Regions from separate parts of the Muntiacus reevesi genome. Here region 2 is linked to region 1. The links are chromatin contacts, called in public Hi-C maps. All regions are on one chromosome and are shown on one strand. Each heading gives the region's core, a stretch centred on a gene start, on an enhancer-like site or on the middle of the called end of the contact. The rest is flanking DNA. Distances are from core to core; before and after follow the strand shown. Region 1 holds the start of HMGB1 (high mobility group box 1). Region 2 holds the start of KATNAL1 (katanin catalytic subunit A1 like 1).

Region 1 (3,516 bases), core at 783-3,282:
TTACCATAGCATCCTGCTGAAATAGAAACCTGTGTTGGGCCCATTGTTCTCTTGTTGTTTTGTGACCATAAACTGACCCTGGAAGGAGTAAGCTATTAGAAATAACTGGTAAAAGCATCTAAAAAAGTGGTTGATCCAGAGCAAACCCAACATTGCTCCTGGAAAATACTGATAGTACAATCTTCAAGTAATAGTCAAATTTTGACATCATGGATGCCATTTAAAGTGTAATCATTCTCATGAATATTTTGTAATATAGTCACTGAGAAGATAAAACAGAATTAAAATAACCTAGATTTAAATAAAGCATAAAATTAGATTAATAGAGGGAAGTGAAGAGCATATATGTGTAAAACAGTATAAAAGTTAACTTTAGATGTTTGCTTTTTTAAACACCAATGACTTTAAGAACATTATATTAGTTTATATATTTTTAATATTATTTCTTTTCATGTTCATATAGCATGCATTGTCCACTCACCAAGACTATAAACCCTGATACCAATTATGTATATATATTTTTTTAAGGAGTAAGCATTAAAATCATAGTCAGGAGAGGTTATCTCTCTGTCTGTTCTCATGTAGCTTAATAAATTTGAGAAAACATGTTGTGGATGTTTACATGGGATATATGAAAAAAAATTAACAATAAATTGATTTAACTTTGGTCCGTTAAATTTGGAGGAATTGGCTGGTGGGTTTAGAAGTGTATAAACATACCACTCGAGAGTGAAAAAAAGGGAAGTCTGTTGTAACTGAATAGGGGTGTGGTCTGCTCAGGCTAGAGAGCAATAGATAATAGTTTCATAAAGGGCTGATATAACCGTATGGTCTCCAGAACTGGCTATTAGAGCCCGCACATTTTCCTCACAGACATAATGTAAGTTTGTCTGTTAAAACCAGGCAACTTGGTGGGTTAGGAAAGCCACAGCCTATGGATTTGGGCATGGGCACTCTCTGCCTCCATCTAATCCTCCGGGTAACAATATACCTACAACTCCTGTAACCCTAGAGCAGTTACATGGATGCACTAAGTGGTTCGATGGGAAGGAAAGATAGCATCACAAGGATTCGTTTGATTATCATAGTAATCCACACCAAGTCAAATAAAACAGCCCAACAGTTAAAAATGTGGTCTCTAATGAATTTGCTAATTCTAGCAGGCCCTCCCAATCATTTCCTGCTAGAGTACCCCGTATCGAAATGAAGTGGCTGTGCTTTAATTTCATGGAAGAATCGTTTGATTTCCAGGAAGTTAAGACAGGGCTTTGTATTTAAATAAAAAGTTCCAGACAAGCTGTGAAATTCGAGCAAACCAAGAAAAAGGATGAAACTAAATGCCTGTTGGGTGACTCAAGATTTCAGCTGCTCTGCAAACCTGACAGTACGGGCTTAAGAGCCCAGAAAAGGGGTGTTTTAAAAGTGACTGACTGGATCATTGTCACTTTCTTATAGGAAAAGCCCTGACTTTCCAGAGATCTAAAGTGTAATGCAACCATATGTGGTTGAGAAGTTCGAATCTTGGCTGCCTTCGCCCCTCTGCACAAACAGAAACCCCGGTTTTCGGGGACCGTGATCTCATCGTGTCGCTCTCACTTTTGAAGGTCTGTTAAAAGTCTGGGGCCTCTTATCTCAACGGCTGTGGAAGTGAGTTTGGGGTGAGAAAGGGGGGGGGAGGTCTGTGGGTGTCTCTTTTGCCTGAGGAGTTGGAGACACTTGTGGAAAAGTCAGGCCCTTTTCGCTCCGGCGGCCGCTCGGGTGTGGGGCTGGCTTGGGTTAGACACATGCACACATACACCATAGAGCTCTGCTTTCCCGTAGCAGCTGCTGCCTCTGCCTCTGCCTCTCCCGCCTCAGCCTCTCTGCCCGGCACACACACACATTCAGATTTGCGCGCTGTTTCAATCCTTGATGACGTGTCCCCGGAGACAGCCAATAGCAGGCGGGCTCTGGTCAGGACAATGGGAGGTATCGGGCCAATGAGCGAGCCCCGTGAGTTGGCGGTAGCCAATAGGCGCGGCGCTGGCTGGAGAGTAATGTTACAGAGCGGAGAGAGTGAGGAGGCTGCGTCTGGCTCCCGCTCTCACAGCCATTGCAGTACATTGAGCTCCATAGAGACAGCGCCGGGGCAAGTGAGAGCCGGACGGGCACTGGGCGACTCTGTGCCTCGCGGAGGGTGAGTCCGGGGCAGCGCCGCGGCGGGGAGAGCGCCTCCGGCAGCTCCTCAGCCCGCGCGGCGGCCGGATCCCCGCGGCCGGGAGCCGGCGGGTCAGGATCCACACAAAGGCAAATGAGGGGGGACCGTGGGGGGAAACTGCGCACGGAGCGAGCCTCCCCTCGGGCGCCGGGAGCCCTGCCCCGCGCCGAAGCCCCGGCCCCCGGGGCCGCCTGAGGCGCCGCGAGCCCCGAGCCCCGCGAGTTTCCACCCCCGGCGGCGTCCGCGCTGACTGGCGCAAAAAAAAAAAAAAAAAAAAAAATTTTTTTTTCCATTAAAAAAAATTTTTTTAACGTGTTTTCGAACCCCCAGGGCCGAGCGTTCGGGCGACCGGCGTGCGCGGGGGGCGGCGGGCCGCCGGGCGGGCGGGCGGCGCTTCACGGCTGCATTGGCCGCCGCAGAGCCGGGCGCCGGCGGCGAGCGAGCGAGCGCGGGCGGGCGGGCGGGCGCTGCGGGCGGGTGGCGGCGCGGGGCCGGGGCCGGGGGCGGCGGCGCGGGGCCGGGCCCGCTGGCCTGAGCCCGAGCCTGGGGCCGGGCGCGGCGGCCGGGCGGCCGGGCGGCGGGGGGGAGCGGCGCCGCGGCGCTCGCTGGATAACATGGCTGACTCGGCCCGGCGCTGCTGGCTGGAGAGAAAACAAGGCGGGCGGGCGGGCGCGGGCGGGGGGGAAGCTGGGCGCAGCAGTTCCGAGGCAACTTTTTTTTTTTCCTCTTCTGCCAGCCCCGCGTCCCCCCGTGTGCGGGGGCGGCGGGCCGCGCGGAGGGAGACGGGGAGCGGCGGGCCGGGGGCGCCTCCCGAGGTGGAGGCCCCCCCCTCACACACAGACACCGCGGTCGGGGGAGGGGGAGGGTCCGGCCGCGCGCCCCCCGCCCCTCCCCCCGGCCGTCATGGCCGAGTGTGTGCGCCAGAGCGCGCCGCGCACCCCGCCCGCCGGCGCTCGCACTCACACTCTCGCACACTCACTCTCGCGCACACACTCACACACATACACACACAAAGGGAAGGAGCCATATTCTCTCGCTCGCCCTCGCGGCGGCGGCGGCGCAGGCGGGGAAGACGCGCAGCGGCCATTCCGTGCGCGCCGGCCCCGGCGGCCGCGGGCGGAGCCAGCCCCCATTTCGAGCGGGGCTGTTCCCTCCGCCGAGCCGACAAAATGGGGGAGGCCGGCGGGCCTGCGCGGGGCGCGGGCGCACGTGGCGGGCCCCGCGCGCGGGGAGCCGGGCCTGGAGGCCCGGTCGCCGCCCCCCCTCGCCTCGGGGGGGGGGCGGCCTCCCCGCGCGCGGCCCCGAAGTTGGCGGGCGGG
Region 2 (3,994 bases), core at 1,145-3,644, 150 kb after region 1:
CATTTCTTCTGCACAATAGAAGCTGTGATCTTATAGACTTTGGTTTCTTTTTTCCCTCCTAGACATCAGATTCAGCTACTGGCAACCCCTTTCTCACTTATACTAAATAGTTTTCATAAAACTAGTTTTGTACTAAATAGTTTTACAGGCTACCACTCTGTCGGTAGCCTAAACACGTCATGTGCATAAGCTGCTTAATACTTACTGAGTAACTATACTGTGGGCTGAATCAAATAGAATATGCAGATATATTCTGGGGTGAAAACTATTATTTTAATAGCTGGCCCTACAGTTTCTCTTGGCAATGTACTTTCTTGATATAGGAACATACTTTGATAAACAGTTTAGGAATAGAAGGTGGCCGTTAAGTATAGACTTGGAGACAAAGATAAGTAAGAGTACTAAGTAAGGAGAGTATATCCTTCATTTAAAACACTTCAGTTGCTCCAAACCTTCAGAAGACTCTGCTATACAAACAACCAAAGAGTCTGCTTTCCACATCATGAGGCAGCAGGAGAGAAAGGCATTGCAGGAGGTGGGATGTGAGGGAGTCTAACTGTTCAGAGAAAACTAAAGTTTGGAACCAGAATTGACCCTGAAACTGTAAACCCCCAGGGAACATGTGACCTTGGAGAGAACCCTGGCCTTCTGCAGGAGTTGGAAAAGGGACTTGAGTCAATTTCCACAAAACCCCTGTGGACAAGGTGACCCCAACTGAAAACTGGATGACATACATGGCAGCTTGCTATTTTTAATCATGATTTCTGGAGAGACATATATTACTAGAAAACAACAGGGCCAGTAATACCTACTTCCTCCTCCATTTACTTCAATCTGTAGGCCTCATTTTCCTCATCTACATTTCTGGAAACTGGAGCTAGAATATGTATATGGTCTTTATTAGCATCTACAGCTCACTGGAAGGACTGATGCTGAAGCTCCAATACTTTGGCCACCTGATAGGAAGAGCTGACCCACTGGAAAATATCCTGATGCTGGGATTGAGGGCAAGAGGAGAAGGTGACAGAGGATGAGATGGTTGGATGGGATCACCAACTTGAAGGACATAAATTCGAGGAAACTCTGGGAGATGGTGGACAGAGGAGGCTGGGGTGCTGTAGTCCATGGGGTCATAAAGAGTCAGATACGACTTAAAAAGACTTAACAACAACAGCTCTAATAACAATCGTAACATTTTTAATGTTCCTTTTTGAGGTAAATTTACTTACAGTGAAACATACAGATCTACAGGTAGCATTTCATGGGTTTTGACAAATGCATATACCCTCCTAAAGTGAAAGTTGCTCAGTCCTGTGGGATTCTTAGGGACCCCATGGACTGTAGCCCACCAGGCGCCTCTGTCCATGGGGATTCTCCAGGCCAGAATACTGGAGTGGGTGACCCTTCTTTTCTCCAGAGTATCTTCCCGACCCAGGAATCTAACCAGGGTCACCTGTATTGCAGGTGGATTCTTTACCAGCTGAGCTACCAGAGAAGCCTCCTAACCCAAACCCTAAGCAAGATACAGAATTTTTCCATCACAGAAAAATTCTCTCTTCAGGCAAACTACACCCTCTCCTCCAGGCTCCCACCCTTCTGGCTCTGATCACCACGGATCAAGAACTAATATTTAAAAATTATGTTTAAATCCCAGCATTGTAGGGTGCTTCATTAGTATCAAAGCTTTTATTTCTCACAAGTCCTGTGAAGCAGCTATTACCTCCATTTTGCATACGAAAACGTTGAGCATCAGTGTGATTCACCTGCCCCTGGTTATCAGTGTTTTAGAAGTTGTTGCTCTTAACCTCACAGCATCTCTGAGGCGGGTCACGAGCAGTCCACACCGATTGCTGTTACTGCTGCTAAGTCGCTCAGTAGTGTCCGACTCTGTGCGACCCCATAGTGGGCAGCCCACCAGGCTCCTCTGTCCCTGGGAATCTTCAGGCAAGAACACTGGAGTGGGTTGTCATTTCCTTCTCCCCTACACCGATTATTCAAGGGTTATTAGAGACCAACTGTCAATTGAAATCAACACCACCTAAGAAATTCTCAAGCCTTCTGAATAATTGTAAAGGCCGTGTGCATTACGTTTTAGTAAATGATTCGTTTTATCCCACTCAGAAAATGGCAGAAAGGAGGTGTGAAAGGTTGCAGATTTGGTTTTTACTGGTGAAGCCCCAATGAGGTGGCTTTTAGGTTCCAAACACGCCAGACGGCCAGGCCAGTGGAGGCTGCCAGGATGGGCGGCGAGGGAGGGGCTGCACCCGCGACCTTTCCAGAGCCGGCGCCGCTCCTTCCTCTGACGCCACTCGCATCTCTCTCAGGAGAGAGCGGACTCGCGTCCTGGCATGGGGGTTGGACGCTGCAGCGCAGGACTCGTCGGCGACCCCGGAGCTCAGCTCGTCAGCCGTCCCCCTCAGTGTCGCGGTCTCCCTCCGCTCTACGGCGCACCCTCGCGCCTCCCTGTTCCCGCAGCCCCGGCAGCTGCCCAGGCTCCTCCCCGAGCCGACTCCGAACCCTCGCGCTACCCCCCAGCCCCACCGCGCGGCCCACGGCTGTCATGGCAACCGGCGGCCGCCGCCGCCGCCGCCGCCGCCGCCGCCGCCTCTTCACGCACGTAGGGAACTAACGGACTCCGCGGCGGCGGCGGCCTGTGTCCCACCCCAACCCCACCTGGACCGCGGCAAAAACTGTCGGCCGACCTGCGCCACCTAGGTAATGAATTCGAGGTGGGGCGGGGGCCAGCGAGAGAGCCGGTGGTGGGGTGCTTGGGTGGACAGCCACACCCCAGCTCCCGCTGCCGGAGACGCTGGGGCCATGCGCGGCGGGGGAGACTGCGTGCTGCGCGAGGGGGTGAGAGAGAGGCCGCGAGCGGTGGTCGCGCGGGGCGTTATGGGGATTGTAGTTCAGCGGCTCCTCGGGCCTGCGGCCTTGGTGGCTCGGCCCGAACGGGCGAACTACAAAGCCCGGCGGCCCCGACAGCTGGGAAAGACTGATAAACTTTGAGCCGGCCTGGGGAGACAGGGAGAGTCTCTCTTTCTGGTGAGGGGATTCTGGGGTGGTCGCTGAATGGGGTTCTGAGAGCTAAAGGGGAAGTGGAGGTGAGACTCGGGCGTTCCGCTCTGCCATTTGTCCCGCCCCGGCTGCAGCGCTGTCTCCACCCCGGCCCGGCCACCGCCCCGCGTAGAGTCGGGGAGGAGTCGCCTCCGGGGCTGCGGGGCCTCGGGCCTTCGGCGCCTCTCACCCTCCCTAGTTGCTGCCTCTTGGTGCAGAACCGTATGTATGGCACACTTTTGATGGGCGACCGAAAAACTATATTTTAACCGATTTTTCTCCTTTCCCTGGTTTCCTCCTTTATTGCTAGGTGCTTGATCAGATTTATTCTGAAGTAGTTCAGAGGTGTTTGCATTAATTAAACCCATTGGTTAATAATTATTCAAAGGGCATTAATGTTTAAAGGTTAAGTGTGGAAGTAGATAAAAGGTACCATGCTGTTGTGTAGTAGTATCTGATATTTTTTCCGTTTTGCATTTTATTTATTGAGGGCCAAGATTACAAAGTGAGCACTCCTTCACCTCAGCCTACTAGCCTGAACACTACCTACACATATTTTTATGCCATTTTATGATTATTTCAACTTTGAATTACTACATTTTTTTTTTTTAAGTACAGGATTGTGTTTTTAATCTAAATTTTTAGCAGTGGGTAGTAATAATTATTTTCTTCTATTATTACAATGTTTTTCAAAATTTCTTAGGACTATTTTTCAGAATGAAAAGTCCCCTGTTCTTTCTTTTTTAATGCTCTGAAATACATTTTAGTCCCTAAAGTTTGCCCAGGCCCTGGAGGTAAGGAAGCTGATACAGATTTAGAAAAACCTCCCTAGTCCACCCTTATAAAATTTTTCAATAGATAGATAACTATCCTAGAAATCTGGTATTTTACAATGGTGTGTTGGAAAATTATTGGTGCAGTATGGGCTTATTTTGTGTGT

Evidence for each region. Hi-C and Micro-C count contacts between places; a contact is called where the count stands out from the background.
Region 2: a Hi-C map of muscle shows a contact between it and region 1, with 6 times the contacts expected there. The contact joins the promoter of KATNAL1 here to the promoter of HMGB1 in region 1. A contact is called at or near these places in 2 of 3 Hi-C or Micro-C datasets (blood and muscle).

What each region holds. Positions count from the first base shown.
Region 1 is chr11:28,476,908-28,480,423 of mMunRee1.1, forward strand. HMGB1 (high mobility group box 1) reads left to right here and starts at 2,033. Exons shown (of 5, transcript XM_065901895.1): 1 at 2,033-2,176. It overlaps LOC136144299 (a long non-coding RNA gene), which reads left to right. Exons shown (of 3, transcript XR_010658521.1): 3 at 1,456-1,641.
Region 2 is chr11:28,623,763-28,627,756 of mMunRee1.1, forward strand. It overlaps KATNAL1 (katanin catalytic subunit A1 like 1), which reads left to right and starts at 2,395. Exons shown (of 11, transcript XM_065901903.1): 1 at 2,395-2,715.